Regions from separate parts of the Anser cygnoides genome. Here region 2 is linked to region 1. Evidence: chromatin contacts called from public Hi-C data. All regions are on one chromosome and are shown on one strand. Each heading gives the region's core, a stretch centred on a gene start, on an enhancer-like site or on the middle of the called end of the contact. The rest is flanking DNA. Distances are from core to core; before and after follow the strand shown. Region 1 holds the start of FAM149A (family with sequence similarity 149 member A). Region 2 overlaps LOC106035178 (cytochrome P450 4V2-like).

Region 1 (7,957 bases), core at 3,904-6,403:
CCTTTCCAAAAATTCTCTTTCTGTGATAGAAGACGACTCATTTCAGTGGCTTTCAAATTTAGAGTACTTAAACCTGAAGGATAACATTATTCGTGTATCTTCACGTTCATTTCATGGATTGTCCAGCATCAAACATCTGAATCTGATAAATTCGCTCACTGGGAAAATTGAAGATTTTTCCTTCCATTGGTTATACCACCTGGAGTACCTTTTAATGGATAATAACAATTTTCCACGAATCACTACTAATATGTTCACAGGTCTGAACAACCTTAAATACCTGAGTCTTTCTAACTGCAACATAAACTTACAAAGAATAACTAATACAACATTTTTATCGCTTGCTAATTCCAGCTTGCAGGTTCTCAACCTCACAAAAACAAGAATCTCTACAATAGAAAGTGGGGCATTTTCCTTCTTGGGACACCTGAAAATTCTAGATCTTGGTCTTAATGAAATTAGTCAAGAGCTCACAGGTCATGAGTTTAAAGGTCTCAATAATATACAGTATATTTATCTTTCCTATAACAAAAACTTGACTTTGCGAAGTGAATCGTTCTCTTTTGTTCCAAGCCTTAGAATGCTGATGCTAAGGAAGGTAGGTTGCAGTAATCTGGCAATTTCTCCTTCACCTTTTCATCCTCTACAAAATCTGACTGTCCTGGACGTCAGCAATAACAACATAGCAAACGTAAAGGAAGATTTGTTTGATGGACTTCACAAACTTGATATTCTGAATTTGCAGCACAATAATTTAGCTCGGCTTTGGAAACATGCAAATCCAGGAGGCCCTGTTCTTTTTTTAAAAGACCTTCCCAACTTGCATATTCTAAATTTAAAATCAAATGGGTTTGATGAGATTCCAGTTCAGGTTTTCAAGGGTCTGTTTCAGTTAAAATATTTGGATTTAGGATCAAATAATTTGAATCTGCTTCCAGCAACTTTATTTGATGACCAAACCTCTCTGAATTCATTGAACCTTCAGAAAAATCTAATAACCTCAGTTGAAGAAGTGGTGTTTGGCCCAGCTTTCAAGAACTTGAGAAAGCTAGAGATGGATTCCAATCCATTTGATTGCACCTGTGAAAGTATTGCTTGGTTTGCTAGTTGGCTTAATGTGACCCAAGCATATGTACCTGGATTGCAGTCTCAGTACATTTGCAACACTCCTCCTAAGTATCATGGTACTCTGGTGTTGCATTTTGATAGCTCAGCCTGCAAAGACAGCGCTCCATTTAAACTTCTGTTTGTGATCACTACTACAGTAGTGATGCTACTCATTTTCATTGTTCTTCTCATCCATTTTGAAGGGTGGAGAATAGCTTTCTACTGGAACATTTCAGTAAATCGAATACTTGGTTTTAAAGAACTTGATAGACTACAGGAAGAGTATGATTATGATGCTTACATTATTCATGCAAGACACGACAAGAATTGGGTGTTGAAGAATTTCATCTCTCTGGAAAAAAATAAGCAATTTGAAGTTAGGTTTTGTTTAGAAGAACGGGACTTTGAAGCAGGCATATCAGAATTTGAAGCCATAATTAACTGTATAAGAAGGAGCAGGAAGATTATTTTTGTTGTGACTGAGCATCTCTTAAAGGATCCCTGGTGCAAGAAGTGAGTAGAATATAAAACACTGTATGTAAGGGGAAAAAATTCTTAACAGATTTTTAATAAGGTAATCTTTATTTTTGCTATGTAGATTAATTAAAAATGCAATGCAAATTCTACTTTAATATATCATAATTTTTGAACAGTTACAAAATTAATGAACTTAAGTGCTCTACGTGTACACTGGTGGATATCTGAACCTTTGTCAATATCACCTCTGTAAATTGCTTTCCTTAAAATTACACATTTGAAACACAACAAGTTTTGTTGGTGAGATCACTAGCATACAAAGATGATTTTTATTTATCTTTAAACAACTCTTTTCATTACTTCTCTGTAGTGATCTTGAAAGGGAAGGAAAAGACTGTACGATTTAGGTTATATTTTTAGAATGTAAATTTTCTGTAGTTAAAAAGTAACTAATTTAACATAAGTCGTGACACTTTCTTATCACAGAATGTACATTAAAACCCATTTGACTTTATAAAATCAGGGTCTAATGTGCTAATATGTGAGCTGTCAAAAGAACTGTTTGTCCTTGCTTTCCCCAACATGAAATAAAATGCATTTTTTGTCTTATTTTTGCTTCAGGTTTAAGGTGTATCATGCTGTTCAGCAAGCTATTGAACAAAGTCGGGACTCCATCATATTGGTCTTTCTTCATGACATCCAAGATTACAAGTTGAATCATGCACTTTGCTTGAGAAGAGGAATGTTCAGATCTCGCTGCATCTTGAAGTGGCCAGCCCAGAAAGAAAGAGTCAATGCATTTCATCAGCAATTAGTGATGGCACTTAAATCTAATAGTAAAGCACGGTGAATGTTGATAGTCAAGCTGTCAGCTTTCTATCATTAGAAAACTAGCAAGCTGTCAGTAAAAAATGAAAAAAAGTTTGTCATGCCGGAAAAATACAAGAGTCACTAATTTAAATTTAGTTGTCTACAGTGCAATTCACCTGCACCAAGGTGGCATTATTTAAAGTGGACTACAATTGATAGTCATTTCAGTCTGTGTATCAAAAAGCAGTTGTGAAATGACTGAATTCTGAAAATTCTGAATGACTGAAGTCCTAGGGAAAATGTCCATCTGATATAATGTGGAAAAGCCATGGGCTCTCCCCTTTAAATGGGTATGTTAAAGAGAATGCAATAGAAAGTAGAATGGACACTACTATTTGTTTTCAAAACAGAAGGGGTGATTCAGAGAGATTAAACTTGAAAAACTTTCTATATGAAACACAGTAAGTAACATGGAAATTATTTCTGTAGTCAAAGCCACTGAAAAGGAACAAACCAGACAGAACTCTGTATTGTAATTTCTTATACATTAATTTGGCTGTTTCTTCCTTCCTTCTTCTGTACTTTTCAGAAGCACAGGGTAGTAGGCAATTGCCTAGTATTAAGATACAGATTTACAGGCTAGTAGCTTGATCTGGAGAGAGCTGAGAATGAGGGAAATGTGCTCTGAAATGATATTTATCATGTTTGAGACAGTTTGCAATTTTATGGAGTGTTTGAGCACAACTTATTGACTCTACACAGTTATTTGTATATTTCTATTAATGTTTAATTGCTCCTTCAGAGGACCTTTCAAACTTTGTCTTCATCAATTTTTAGTACTTGTTTGGTCCTTCGTTAGCTGAGGAATATTTTTACTGTTTTTTCCCTAGCATTTCTCTCCTCAGCTTCAATACCACCATTATTCCAAGAATGTTGCTTTACTGCTTTAGACAATAGATTTCAGATGGTTCGATAGTTAACATTTTAAGCAGCTTTTCTTATGATTTTTTACATTCATAGATGAAAAACATCGGGTTTTAATAGGTTTCTGTGTCCCATGATGACAGAAAATAAATGAGAAATATTTAATGAAACAGGTTTTGCATGCGCAGGAAGAGTGAAAGGAGTGTTGACTGCCTTCACTTGCTCAGGAAGTCCTGGAGTGAAAACAAAAGGCTTTGTTTACAGATGAAGTGATAGATGATGATTCCCTAATTACAGTAATAGGATTATCCCATTGTGATGCTTTCATCTCATCTTTCTGTCCTTTTCAGGCTAAGTGACAAATTCTCTCTTCATGCATAGGCTGTGAAAGTTGAGGAGGCAAGGCGGTGAGGATGGGGTGCCAGGTATGCACCATGTCAATTGTCCTTTCTTTTATTTAATGATTATCGTGAAAGGGTACCTATGTTTCCTACATCTGTAATGGCAAAAAAAGCAGAATTTCTCATTTCAACTCAATTGTTTATATTCGCATGTATATTAAAAATATTGTAACACTGCGGAGAATGCACAAATAAATGCTGAGGTGAAATGCGATACAAGAGGTCAGATTAAATGATCGAATGGTCTTTTCTGGCCATTAAAGTGTTAAAAGACATCACGTCTAATTTTTCAAAAGACACCCTTGTTACTCCAAATGCCCCCCAAATTGGTCTTGGAAAACTGAGTAAATGTGTTATGGATACTTTTGTAATATAGCTAAGAATACAAAGTAAGTGTAACTGCTGATGAATGAAAATCATTTTAAATGATAGAAGTATGACAGTGAGTTCTAAAAAGTTATTTTAGTATTTACATTCAATTTAAAATAATTTACAACAGAAGAAGGCATTATAAAGGGTTGCAGTGAGAATTAAATTAATGTTAAAAAAAAAAAAGAGCACAAAAGCATTTAAGCACAAGACCAATGATAAAACATCAATATACTTGACATATATATATATGTGTATATATATATATGTTTGTACAAAAATTCCTTGTTTGTCTGGAAGTTTTCTACTTCTGCTCTGCTCCTATACATACGTTTCTCAGTATTACTGAGAGTAAATAAATGGGTTTACTTATGGTGAAGAGTTGTAAGTCCTTTCAGGATTAGCAGTATGTATCTGAGCTGTTTGTTTTCTTGACACTGGGTAGCATCAGACCGTACTATGGTGATTTGCTGAGGAGATGAAAATCAAATAAATGAAAAATAGTATCAAACTTGTAGCATCGAAGATATTACCTTGGACTACAGAGGTGCTGAAAGTAGAATATCTAACGGATTGAAGTGAGGTAGAATGCTGAAGTCTGTAGATTTGGGGTGGAACCCGCCTGTTTCTGTGGTTCTTGCATGACAGAGAGAAATGAACAAGTTAGTGACATTCGGAATCGGTTCTGTGCTAAGTTTTAATGCAGGATATGTTAGGGCTGCAAGCTCCCAAACGGGTGACATGCAGCTAGGACTAACACATTACCCACCTAAGTGCTCAGTGAGGTTGGTTTTTACTATGGTATGGGGAAAGACATTTTGGCAGGGTGACGAATGAACGGAGACCCTGCTGCCTTTAGGGACCTTTTCCCTGGCGTTTACACCATCACCGCCCTACACCACCACGCGGCCATGGGGCGCGTAGGCTCGATGGCGGCCTCCAGGCCTCGCTGCTGGGCGGTGCGTGCCCTGCCGGGCTTTGTTTGGCCTAGCAACGACCCGGGGCCGGGCCAGGACCGGGCCGAAGCCGGCCAGGGCCCCGGCCGCCCCTCCCGGGCTCGCCGCCATGAACCTGGCCCTCACCAAGCCCCGCCGCCCCCCGGCCGGGCCCGGCCCCGCCGCCCCCCGCGCCCCGGGGGACATGGAGCCCGGGGGCCGTGCGGGCGGCCGGGCGCTGCTCATCACCCTGCCCGACATCGGCGAGGAGGCGGCGGCAGAGGAGAGCGACGCCGAGGAGGGATCCCGCAGCCCGCGGAGCCCCCCGTGAGTGCGAGCCGGGGAGGGAGCGGCAGGGGGAGCGCCCCCGGGCCCGGGGGGTGCCCCGGTCCTTCGGTGTGTGCTGGGCGGTGTGGAGGGAAAACGCCCCGTGCCCGGCTTGGAGAGCTCCTGAGTGATGTAGGGGGGTGTGTGCCGGGGGGCTCACTTCGTGGCTGTTTGCTGAACCAAAGCAGAAAGGTTTCCTAGAAAATGTAAAGCAGAATAGCTGCCTAGAATCTGTAGTAGTTACACTGTTGCATTGGAAGTGTATTTTGTACTTCCCCCCTAGAAAAAATACTAATAATGGATGGCTTCCACGTAGCAGAATATTTGTGTTACAGTCCTCAGGGTTTCCCCTGGCAGAGAAGCCGTGCTCATCCCCGTGTTCACGGTTGATACAGTAGGTGTGTTAGAAGGTAGGCACCTGTCCAGTGCTTTTGGAAGCAGTTTATGGGCCTGATGTCCGCGAATGCATCTGGTTGTGAACCTGCTGATAAGCTTTAGTAACAACAGTCTCTTGAAAGGCACTGTCTGCTCTGTTTTGAGGAGAGGAAAAAAGTGGTTTTTCATATATATATATATATTATTTTTTTTCTCCTCGTGTCTTTTTAAACTGATCTCCCACCGATTTCAAGGAATGACTGTAGTGCTTGTGTTGCAAGGTATAAAAATTTGATCATCTTCTGATTTATCTGCCTCTTCTGTGGTTTTGGAAACTTCGAGCACATCATCTGTTAGGCACCCCTCTATTCCTTTAACCATGTTTGTAGCCTTTTTCTTAGTGCTGCCTGTCCTTGAGATGCAGGGACCAGAACTGCACACAGTAGTCTCTTTGGGGAGGCAGGAAGGTTTTACATCACAGCAAAGAGATGCTTTCCATGTCAGTCTCCTTCCTGGTCTGGACCAATGTGTTGTTGGTGGCTTTGGCTGTCACTGCATATTGAGTCTGTGATGACTCCAGGATTGCTTTCTGAACTGTACCTGCTAGTCCCAGTGTCAGCATCATGTAAAGGTGATGTAGCCTGTTTTTCTCTGAATAACCATTGCCAATGGCTATTTGTAAATAAACACTTTTCTAAAGGTATTTGTACATTTATTTTAGCAAATAATAAATGAATTGAGATACTGTAATTGCCTGATAGCTAAGCTATGTAACTTGTGAGAATAATACAAGAAGGGTAACATCCTCCCTGCTGTGCTGCTTTTATTTCCTCCTACCTCCATCTAAAGTTGTGGGTTTTATTTCAGAACAAATTGTAAGCTCCTTCAGGCTTAACATTTTTCTGCATTTGTTTAGAATAGTAGCCTTTCTGGAGTAGCGGGATTAATGTGGTTTGAGGTGTATTGACAGAGTTCTGTTTAAAATGTATTTGATGCTTTCTATAAATAATATTAGAACCAAGTCAGTGTTTGTCTGTAATTTCCCACTATTTTATTTTTTATTTAAATACCAAAAATAAAGCTGGGTATAATGCTGTCTGAGCTGGTATTCCTGTTAAAGGGCTGATTTTTTTTTAATTGTTGAAAAAAATAAAGGATGACACTCTTAAACTATTTGCTTGTATTGGGATGAAGAATAAACCTTATTACATTAAAACTGGTTGGTGTGCAGCAAAATGCTTATTCCAGGTTACTACCGAAACACTTCTAACTGATATTCCCTCATTATTCCATAATCGTTATACTTTTGTATGCATGGCGGCATTTCAAATATTTTATTCATAGCAGTCAAGCTTATTCTGATAAAGTATTGTCTGTCTTGAAAAAAAAAACCCACAACAAAAACAAACAAACCAAAAAAAAAAACCACCACAAAAACCAACCAACCAAAACCACACACACACACACACGCACACACAAAATGCAAACCAAACCAGAAGGATGTAGAAGGAATAAGATACATCACTTTGACAAGGAAAGTCTATACCTCCACATTAGCATTTTTTAATTAGATGGTTCCACTTAAGTTTGTAGAAGAAGTATCTCAATTAAATATTGAAAACTTTAGTATTCCTTGCCTACAGTTCAGATTTGAATTTGTGAGTTGCAGAATGCAGTGTTATGTCCTTGATAGTTACATGTAGGAAGTTTCTGCTCACCTGAACAAAATTCCTTCGTGACAAGTTTTATTGGTGTTTAAAATGTTTGAGAAGACATTGTCAATGACTACTGCACTTTCATTAATGGCAATTTAACTAGGAGTGACTGGTTAATAATAATAATAAAAATCCATATTTTACTTTTTTTTTTTTTCTTTAGTTGCTGACAAGTCAATAACAATCAAGATGACTGAGAGAGCAAAACAGAGAAAATCTGGCACTGATTTCTTCCTATCTTTCCTGGGTACTCTAAATATTTCAGTCCCTCAATTTTCTCAGCTCTGCAATGACCAAAATTAGTCCTAGTACAGTATAGGGCTAAACCATAGCAGTAGTTTATAGGATTTTGTATTTACTGTTTATTTACATATTGATTTCATATCCTTCTAATCCCATTGAAGGAGCAGTAATAGTTTTTTTTTTTTTTTTAAAGGAGAAAAGTCCACCTGCACTACTGTTGTTTTGTGAAAAACAAACAAACAAAAAAGCTATATAAGGTCACATTATCCTTAGG
Region 2 (7,957 bases), core at 3,085-5,584, 49 kb after region 1:
TCTTCCTTCATTTCCTCTGAGATGCTCTTGTTCCAGGTCATGACTCGGGGGTGTCTTATCACAGAGGCTAGATACTCACAGATCTCTGAAGTATTTCCTCTCCCATGTTGAAGCTGCTTTTTGAATAGGATTGCTGTAAGAAATGTGAGCTTTTGTTTTGGCAGGCAGAATTAGACCTAAGTCAGACTAAGAGCAGTATGCAGTTATTAATTTCCAGAGATGCACAACTTAACAATTTCTGACACCCAGCAGAAGTGAATTTTCCTGCCACTATTGCTAATGAACAAGATTTTGCATAAATCATGGTTGGAATCAGCAGAAAAAAATATCAAATTAGTAGGCAATTGCACAACAAGGGAGATTTCATTTTAACAAACTTGCTGCCAGTTTAGGCTGAAGCAGCGTTTTTTTAGTACCAAGTCATAATGAGACAGGAGAGTCAAAACAGACACAAGCACTCCATTTTGTTTCAGATGATTCATCTGAAATTTGCACTTGTATCGTCGAAAATGTTTCAATTTTATCAAAATATTTTGATGAGCTCTTCCTTTAAACCCTGTCATCTGAATTGCTAACTCTTAATTACAATATCCTGGTTAGTTACCAGAATATTATTGGTGGATAAATGAGCACAGTGAGGGAATTCAGGCAGCTCTAATATTACAGGAATCCTTTACAAGCCTAAGGAGTATGAGATGTTTTTAGAATTGCACTTTGAATTTCTACCTCCTCTCCTAACATAAGACATGAAATCTCTTTGGATTTCAGAGAAGCTCCATAATCTGGTACCAGCTAAGAATTTGTCTCAGCATATTTCATAATTTGTCCTGTTATAAACATGCCCTATAATGTAATGAACAAAAATTCATTCAGGAACAAGCAGTTCGTAGCACATTGTTTTCTCTGTACAGAGGTACAACTCTGCTGATTTGAGTAACAGTGCCCCAAAGTAAATTAGGCAACGTTGGTCACATGAGTAGGAATAGGTCCCCTGAAAGAAAATGTTTTTATTTTCCAAAGTGAATGTGCTCGTTGTGATTCTCTTCAAATAGCCTTGTTGCCTCAGTTTTTAGTTTTACCATCACATCCAATTGATGCACACATAGATGTACTTAAAATGGTATATGCTTTTGGAAGGAATGTGATAAATAAATTTGAGAAGTGCTGCTTTAAGAGAGTCTTTTTTTTTTTTTTTTTTCCCTCACTAGTTTGCTTATGAAACAACCAAGATTCCTTCTCCTTAGACAAATTTCTAAAATACAGATAATGGATTATGGAAACAAAATCTTACAGAAGCTTCTGATGAGTTTATTTGATTGCATATTGATATTGTATGACGAGAAGCAAGGTCTTGGTGAAATTTGTTATCAATCTTCCCTGTTTTTTCTGCCCATTTGAACTATATGACTTATTTTTCCAAAAGTATTTGGGTTTTCTTTTTCTTCTTCTCTCTCTCTCTCTCTCTATCTTTCAATGAACTGGTAATGAACTGAAATAACACTGCACAATATCTGAGTTGGAAAACCCAGCTGAGAAATGAAATGAAGAAATTAAAAGCCCTTGAAGAGAAGTTTTAAAACCTTTGTGCCACCAAGTTAAATGCACCCAAATAACCACAAAATGTTGATAGAATACTAATGTAGGTTGAGTAACACAAAAGCTTGTTTTGGCTGTAAATATTCAGATACATGATATTGTTTGTGATTTCATTCAGGAATATGAGAGTTCTGTAGCTGAAAGGTGATAATTTTTCCAGAAGTGTAAGGGATTATCATCCTTTTTGAGCTGAGGAAAGAGAAACTAATTAGATAGAGAGCTGGTGGTGGTATTTGCTGGGAACAGTGCAGCGTCCTTTCCCTAAACTGTTATCCCACAGTACCTCTGCACCCTGTGGCCAAATCTGTGGAAAATCTGTTCTGAGCTGAAGAATGTCAGAGCTGTTCAGGCATCGTAGTCTCAAAACACCTCATCTTGCAGGAATAAACTATCAGTGTGTTTTGCAGTAAAGCCTTCCAGCACTCTCCCTTGTCATTGTGGCACACTTAAAACAGTAAATAGCACTTTAAAATGCGGGCTGTTGTGTTTGAGCCCTCTTCTGCAAGCATATGATGGCAAAGGGAGCTGATACATGGGAGGGTACAAAGGCTCTTTGGGACAGTTCTTCCACTGTAAGCAGGAGGACTTGGAAGCCTCACTGATACATCAGTCATAAGAAAATCATTTCAACCATCAGCATGCTCAGAACGATCACAGTTGGCTGAAATGTTTTGATCTGGACTCTTTTTGACTCGAACATATTTATCTGTCTTGCTAGCATATTCAGTCTAAAAGAAAAGAGGAAAAACATGGAAAAGGTTTTCCCTTTGGCAATTTCACTTTGAAATGATACATGTATTTTATTTATTTTTTAATTTGAAATTTATTTCCCTTTGTCACACAAGTTAAAAAGAATGCTGGAAATCAAAACCAGTGGTTTAGATCAGCTTTAAATTGAGTTTGACTTCTTGTTGGTGGACTTACATTTCATACCTATGCAAGCAGTGTTTTTTGTTTTTTTTTTTTCTGGCTTCTGGCAAACTGAAGATATTGTGAGCTGCATCTAACAACAGAGAAAAGGAGTGTAGCAAAGGCCACAGTAAAACTATCTGGAAGATGCATACAGAATAATTTCTGCAGAGGAATAAGAACATGAAATGATGTTAGGGAAAACAGCACAGAATACATAGCTAAAGGATATGCTGTTTGCCAAGGGAATGCCTGATGAAAATGGTATAGTAGTAAGAAAACACAGATGATGAGTCTCCCCTTGGTTTCATTAGTTTCCTAATGGTGTCATTTACATGGACCTGAGATGCCATTCGTACTGATCTCACACCAATATTCCCTGTTAGCTCAGGATTTACTCTTGAGATTAATACTGATATAAGCATGAATCTCATTTCCTTTTTTTATGTTGGTTCTTGTGGTAATAGCAGAGGCTGGCTGCTCCAAACCTTTTATTTTAAAATGTCATCAAGAGGCAAAGGCTTAGATGGTGTTAACCCTGCACTTTGATTTCAGTGCAGTGCTGTTATACGCACTCTGAAAATGCAGCCCAAGGTCAGTAACAATATTGACAGAATGAGCACCCATTCAAAGTTCAACATTAAAGAGAAGTTAGTATTGCAGGCACAGTAATATTTAACACAAACTGTTTTTTTTTTTTTTTCCCCAGTGGAACATAAACCTTATCCGTTCATCCAGACCTACCGTATATTCAGGTATGTAACACCTGCAATTGATATTCATTGAAAGGTTTCCGTAACAACAATGCAGTGTATATTGATCTATTTGTGGATTATGTTGTGTGGCTGATTTGAGTCTTTCTCAGTTTATGTTTAGCATGTAAAAAAAAGAATATAGAAATAAATTTAAAATTCCTATAACATGTGCCAGAAGTGGTGAGTGTGAGTCATTTGTTTATTGCATTGATAATAATATCCATTTAACTACCAGGACAGAGTCAGGATTAATGATATTCTGATGGAATATTGCTCTCGGTCTAAGTAAGAATAAATATGCTGATGTGAAACAAAGCAGAAATTCTCCAAGCACTTATAAGCTTTAGTGCTTCTTGCAACCATAAGTAAAGGACTAAACCTTTGTTGCTCTTGTGTGTGACTGCATTTATGCTGTAACTGCATATAATTTTGAATCAATAGCATAAGATTACACATGATATGCATTGGGGTACTTTATAAAGCTAAATATGCGCCATCTATTAAAAATATCCTAAGAATAATTTTGTGTTTTTTAGGATGATTTGGATTTATCAGACTTTTTATTTCATTTTCTTACTTGCTTCAGTTTACGGTGGTAAGTCAATATATAACTCCTAAGACAGGTACACAGAGTAATGTAGCTCATCTGGAAGGGGAGATTAAAAAGAGTAATATTCAAATGGCCTAAACATTTTTATGCAGAGTGAGTAGAGCTACAGAGCAACATGATTTTGGTGGGAGGACACACAGTCCTAAGTGCAGCCTGGTCCTGAGAGAGTGGGGTTGCACTCAATTAATTTTTGGGTAACTCACAGAGGATGGAAGTTTCTAATTAATTTTTCCATCCCTGTGATAGGGATTGAAGTTTCTAATGGGCTTTACTGACATTTTTCTTCCAACCCCCCCAATGATTTCACCTTGCCCAGTGCACCTGGGACCATACTACAGGCAGTTTTCTGTCAGACCATGGCTGTACCCAGCTCTTCTCTGTGAAACCAATACGATCTTCAGAAAGTGCTGTGCACCCAACAGCAAAGCTAACAACATGGGCAGCCAATTAGGAAGGGAGCTGCTTCCTCCCTGCACAAATTAGTGCCCTGTAAAGCTGGCAGTGATTTGTGTTGGTGCTGGGGTGCATGACGACTCTGTGTGTTTTTCAATGTGTTAATGATTTACTGTGGTTAGCAAAAGTCAAACTACAAAAATTGCTTTGCACTTCCCTGAAGTTCCCTGTGCTGATAAATTATAACTAAGGCCTAACACAGATTTACATTCAGTAATGTACTAGCTGTTTTCTCAGAGGACAATGAGGTAATGCAGCTTTTTAGCAAAATCTCTTTGACAAATGTACTATTATTTCAGAAATATTTTACCCGGATTAAAATCTCAGTAGAACTGAAATCTTGGAACATTTCTGAGGCTCAGGAAATAAATATCTTTATTAAACTAAGGTATTCAGAGCTAGTATAGTTTTATGTAGTATTAAAAGTCAAACATAATATTAAATTCCATGATTTATTTTTTTTTAATTTTTTTATTTTATTTTTTAGGGCGTACTAGTTTACATTAATAGTTGGTAAATAAGATCCAAAATGTCTGATACAACAGATAATTGCAATAGTCTTTTCATTTTACTTCATAAATAATTTAAAGTTATCTGAGTAATAGAAAATGCTTTTCTGTTAGTGGCAAAGTTGGGCAAAGAAATTCTATAATAATAATAATAAATACCAGTTTTTAAAGAGAATAATAAATACCAGTTTTTAAATAAAGGTCATGGAAAGATCTACACCAGAAAATTCTGGATATTTATTTATTTATTTTTTATTCTGGATATTTTAACAAGGAGATCTGACAAATTCCTTAATTTGGAAAGATGGGAAGGGGTTGCCACTTAGGTACTTTCATTCCAGTCACATGGCTGTGCAGCGTGAGTGGATTTCATTAGAGAATTCAATATGGGATTGATGAATTCCTGAAGATCTGAGGTGGTAATCCAGTTTATTTGTATTCTAGGAGATTCTTGAGATATTGCTCCTGGATCACTACTTTTGTTGTTGTTGTTAAGAAGCAAGTCAGATTGGGTTTGAGGCAGATTGTAAGGAAGCTGGAAGTATCTAAAACACTGTGAGCCATTGAAGATAAACGCAGTGGCACTGACTGTGAATCTGGCCTCAGAGCATCACTCAGCAATAGGACAATCTTCACATACAAGTTTCTAACTCTCTTTGGGCTCTGTACATCCTCCTGGTTTTCCTTTTAATGGTTCTTTATACTGAACTCCCTTGGAAGATGCTTCTGCTGCTCCTAAGATCTGCCATGAGTGGCACTTACCTCATGGCCTCATGGCTGACCCTGCTGCTAGGGCTTCTGTCACTGCTCAAGCTGCCCTGCTCCAGCCTTGGGTGTGGGGTGAGAGAGAGGACAGAGAGACCCCAGAGAGTTTTATTTCTACCAGGCTGGAGAGCAAGGATGAGACTCTCAGAGGAATGGTTCTACTCGCCCCCCTTGCCCTCTTCTCCTGCCAAAGGAGTCAAAAGCATGGTCAATGTCAAGAAGGGGCAGTGGCTTCACCCTCTCCTGATTAAATGTCCATACTCCTATCTCTAATAATTTACATATTTTGTTATTCTATATCAGAATGTGTGACTCAGATCTATGAAAATACATACTTCCAAGGAGGAGACCTCTCCACAGTTTTCACACCAAGTGCCAATTACTGTCAAATAGTGTGTACTTACCATCCTACCTGTCTGCTCTTCACATACTTGCCAGTGACATGGACTAAAGATCCTGCAAAGAGGTAAAATGCTCATATTCTTGTGGATTTTGCTGGTGTCCTGTGACAATGTTAGAAGCTCTGTAACATTTTGACAGAACACAGGCATGCAGAGAAGGCTACAAGGTTGCCACGGAAGACAATACCATGCATCTTTAAAAATTATAATCTAGAAGAGTATTTGCTGAACTTTGAAAGATTAAATTTGACAACAGCTAATCTTTCACACTCACATACCAATCCTTCCAAGGAAATAGCACCAGCAGTGCACTCCTTCCTCTGTGCCACTTATTTATTGCTGAGGGACAATATGACCAATTTTATGTCTCCAGTGATCCCCTCTATTGTACCCCTCTCCCCCATCCATTCTCTTTAGAATATTTTTCTCTTGATTTAGTGTCAATATCCTGAGATGAGGCTGCCTTCCCTCTCTGTGCCCAGTGTGTTTCTTTCCTCGTAACCCAGTTACAAGTGGTGGAACAGGACTGTGCTTCTTGCTTGTAGGAGACCTTTTGGAGCTTCCATATATACCACATATTTTCATCTGCCACCAAGCATGACAGTGCCAACAGAGCAGCTGCAGTTCTACCCTGTCTTTCTCTAAATTGCATTTATTGTCTTCATTTTCATGTTGAGGAACAATGATCAACCTGCATTTCACCTGAGAAACTTTTAGGAAGGACTGTGTTATACTGCAAAACTGTGAATTGCTGCATTTTAAAACACAGGTTTTCCTGCTACTTAAAAGACAGTGATACTGAAATGTTGCCAAAAGCGGATATGGAAGGAGCTGTTTCTGGACATTCTTTAAAACAATGTAACATCAAAATTAGTGGTAAGATATAGCTATTCACATGTATGAATTTTATCATGTAGCAGATAGGTTAGAAATTTAGCATTTTGAAAACAGGAACTGAGTTAGGAAGCAACCAAGCAGTGACTGCTATGTCTTTTGCTTTATCTCTTTCATACATGACTTAAAAATCTTCCACTGTTTTCAGCTATGCACTGCTAAGGCTCCACAGAAAGGGGGAGCGGGAGCTCCTGCTGTCATGGTTTCATTTCCTAGAGGCAGATATATGACTGATACCTCCAGTCGTAAAGATTAATTTAAAGAGCTAAATGGGTCCTACTTGATGCAAGTTCGCCATTGCAGCTTATTGATAGATCAGTTGTGTTTGCTTCTGACTGGAACGTGCCTTTCAGAGCATTCAGGACTTTTAAAAGCCCTTTCGTGCCCCATCCTGTTTAAAAACCCCACTAGGATATGCCTTACTCATGTGTTCTGTGAAAAGACCCTACTGACCCAGCGGTGAAACCTGCATCCTGTGGGGGCAAAAGCTATGTCAAACTCCATGGTCAAAATTAGTGTAAATTGAATCTTTTGGCTCAAATGGGAGATGGCTGTTGCTTATGAGGATATATTTGAAGTTTTGAACTGCCATATAAATTTGGAAATAGAAAAGTATGTGTTTTAGTATTAATCCTGAGTTCTTGCATGATTAACTTCATCAGGATCTTGGTGTAGGTAGAGGCGGTGTCAAAGTCTGTCAGTTTTTCCTCTGCCATGTGGTGCTCTGTTATGCCTACACTTCTGATTTTGTTACTAGAAGCATATATGAAGTGTGATGTAGCTGAAGTGAGCACAGGAAGTGACATTAGGATTACAAGGTCTTTGCCATATGAACTGTTATCTTTTGGGCAGTTTGGAAAAAAAAAAAAAGAAAAAAAGAGAGAGAGTAGAAGAATGCTTTCAGAACTTTGTCTCTTTCTTTTTCCACAGCTTGCAGCCCAGATGTCCACATAGGTCTGGACATGGAAGGGGAAAATTATGATGTTACTGTGGCTGAGAGCTATCAACAGTGTCAAAAAAGATGCACCAATGATGACCACTGTCATTTTTTTACATATGCCTCAA

Evidence for each region. A called contact is a pair of places that touch in the nucleus more often than the background predicts.
Region 2: a Hi-C map of liver shows a contact between it and region 1, with 2.3 times the contacts expected there. The contact joins the enhancer-like site here to the promoter of FAM149A in region 1. A contact is called at or near these places in 2 of 7 Hi-C or Micro-C datasets (both in liver).

The regions. Positions count from the first base shown.
Region 1 is chr4:60,073,951-60,081,907 of Taihu_goose_T2T_genome, forward strand. FAM149A (family with sequence similarity 149 member A) reads left to right here and starts at 5,154. Exons shown (of 13, transcript XM_048078345.2): 1 at 5,154-5,350. The coding sequence starts at 5,154. It overlaps TLR3 (toll like receptor 3), which reads left to right. Exons shown (of 7, transcript XM_013179778.3): 6 at 1-1,620; 7 at 2,206-3,938. The coding sequence ends at 2,434.
Region 2 is chr4:60,124,042-60,131,998 of Taihu_goose_T2T_genome, forward strand. LOC106035178 (cytochrome P450 4V2-like) reads left to right here. Exons shown (of 33, transcript XM_066996261.1): 11 at 3,215-3,260; 12 at 3,797-3,855; 13 at 5,901-6,063; 14 at 6,768-6,874; 15 at 7,823-7,957. Among named protein-coding and RNA genes, the nearest start is that of FAM149A, 49 kb to the left of the region's middle. Within about 2 kb of position 4,335, at least 3 of the 3 cell types and tissues checked have open chromatin away from gene starts, as enhancers often do. A contact at or near this core is called in liver, where this site is marked.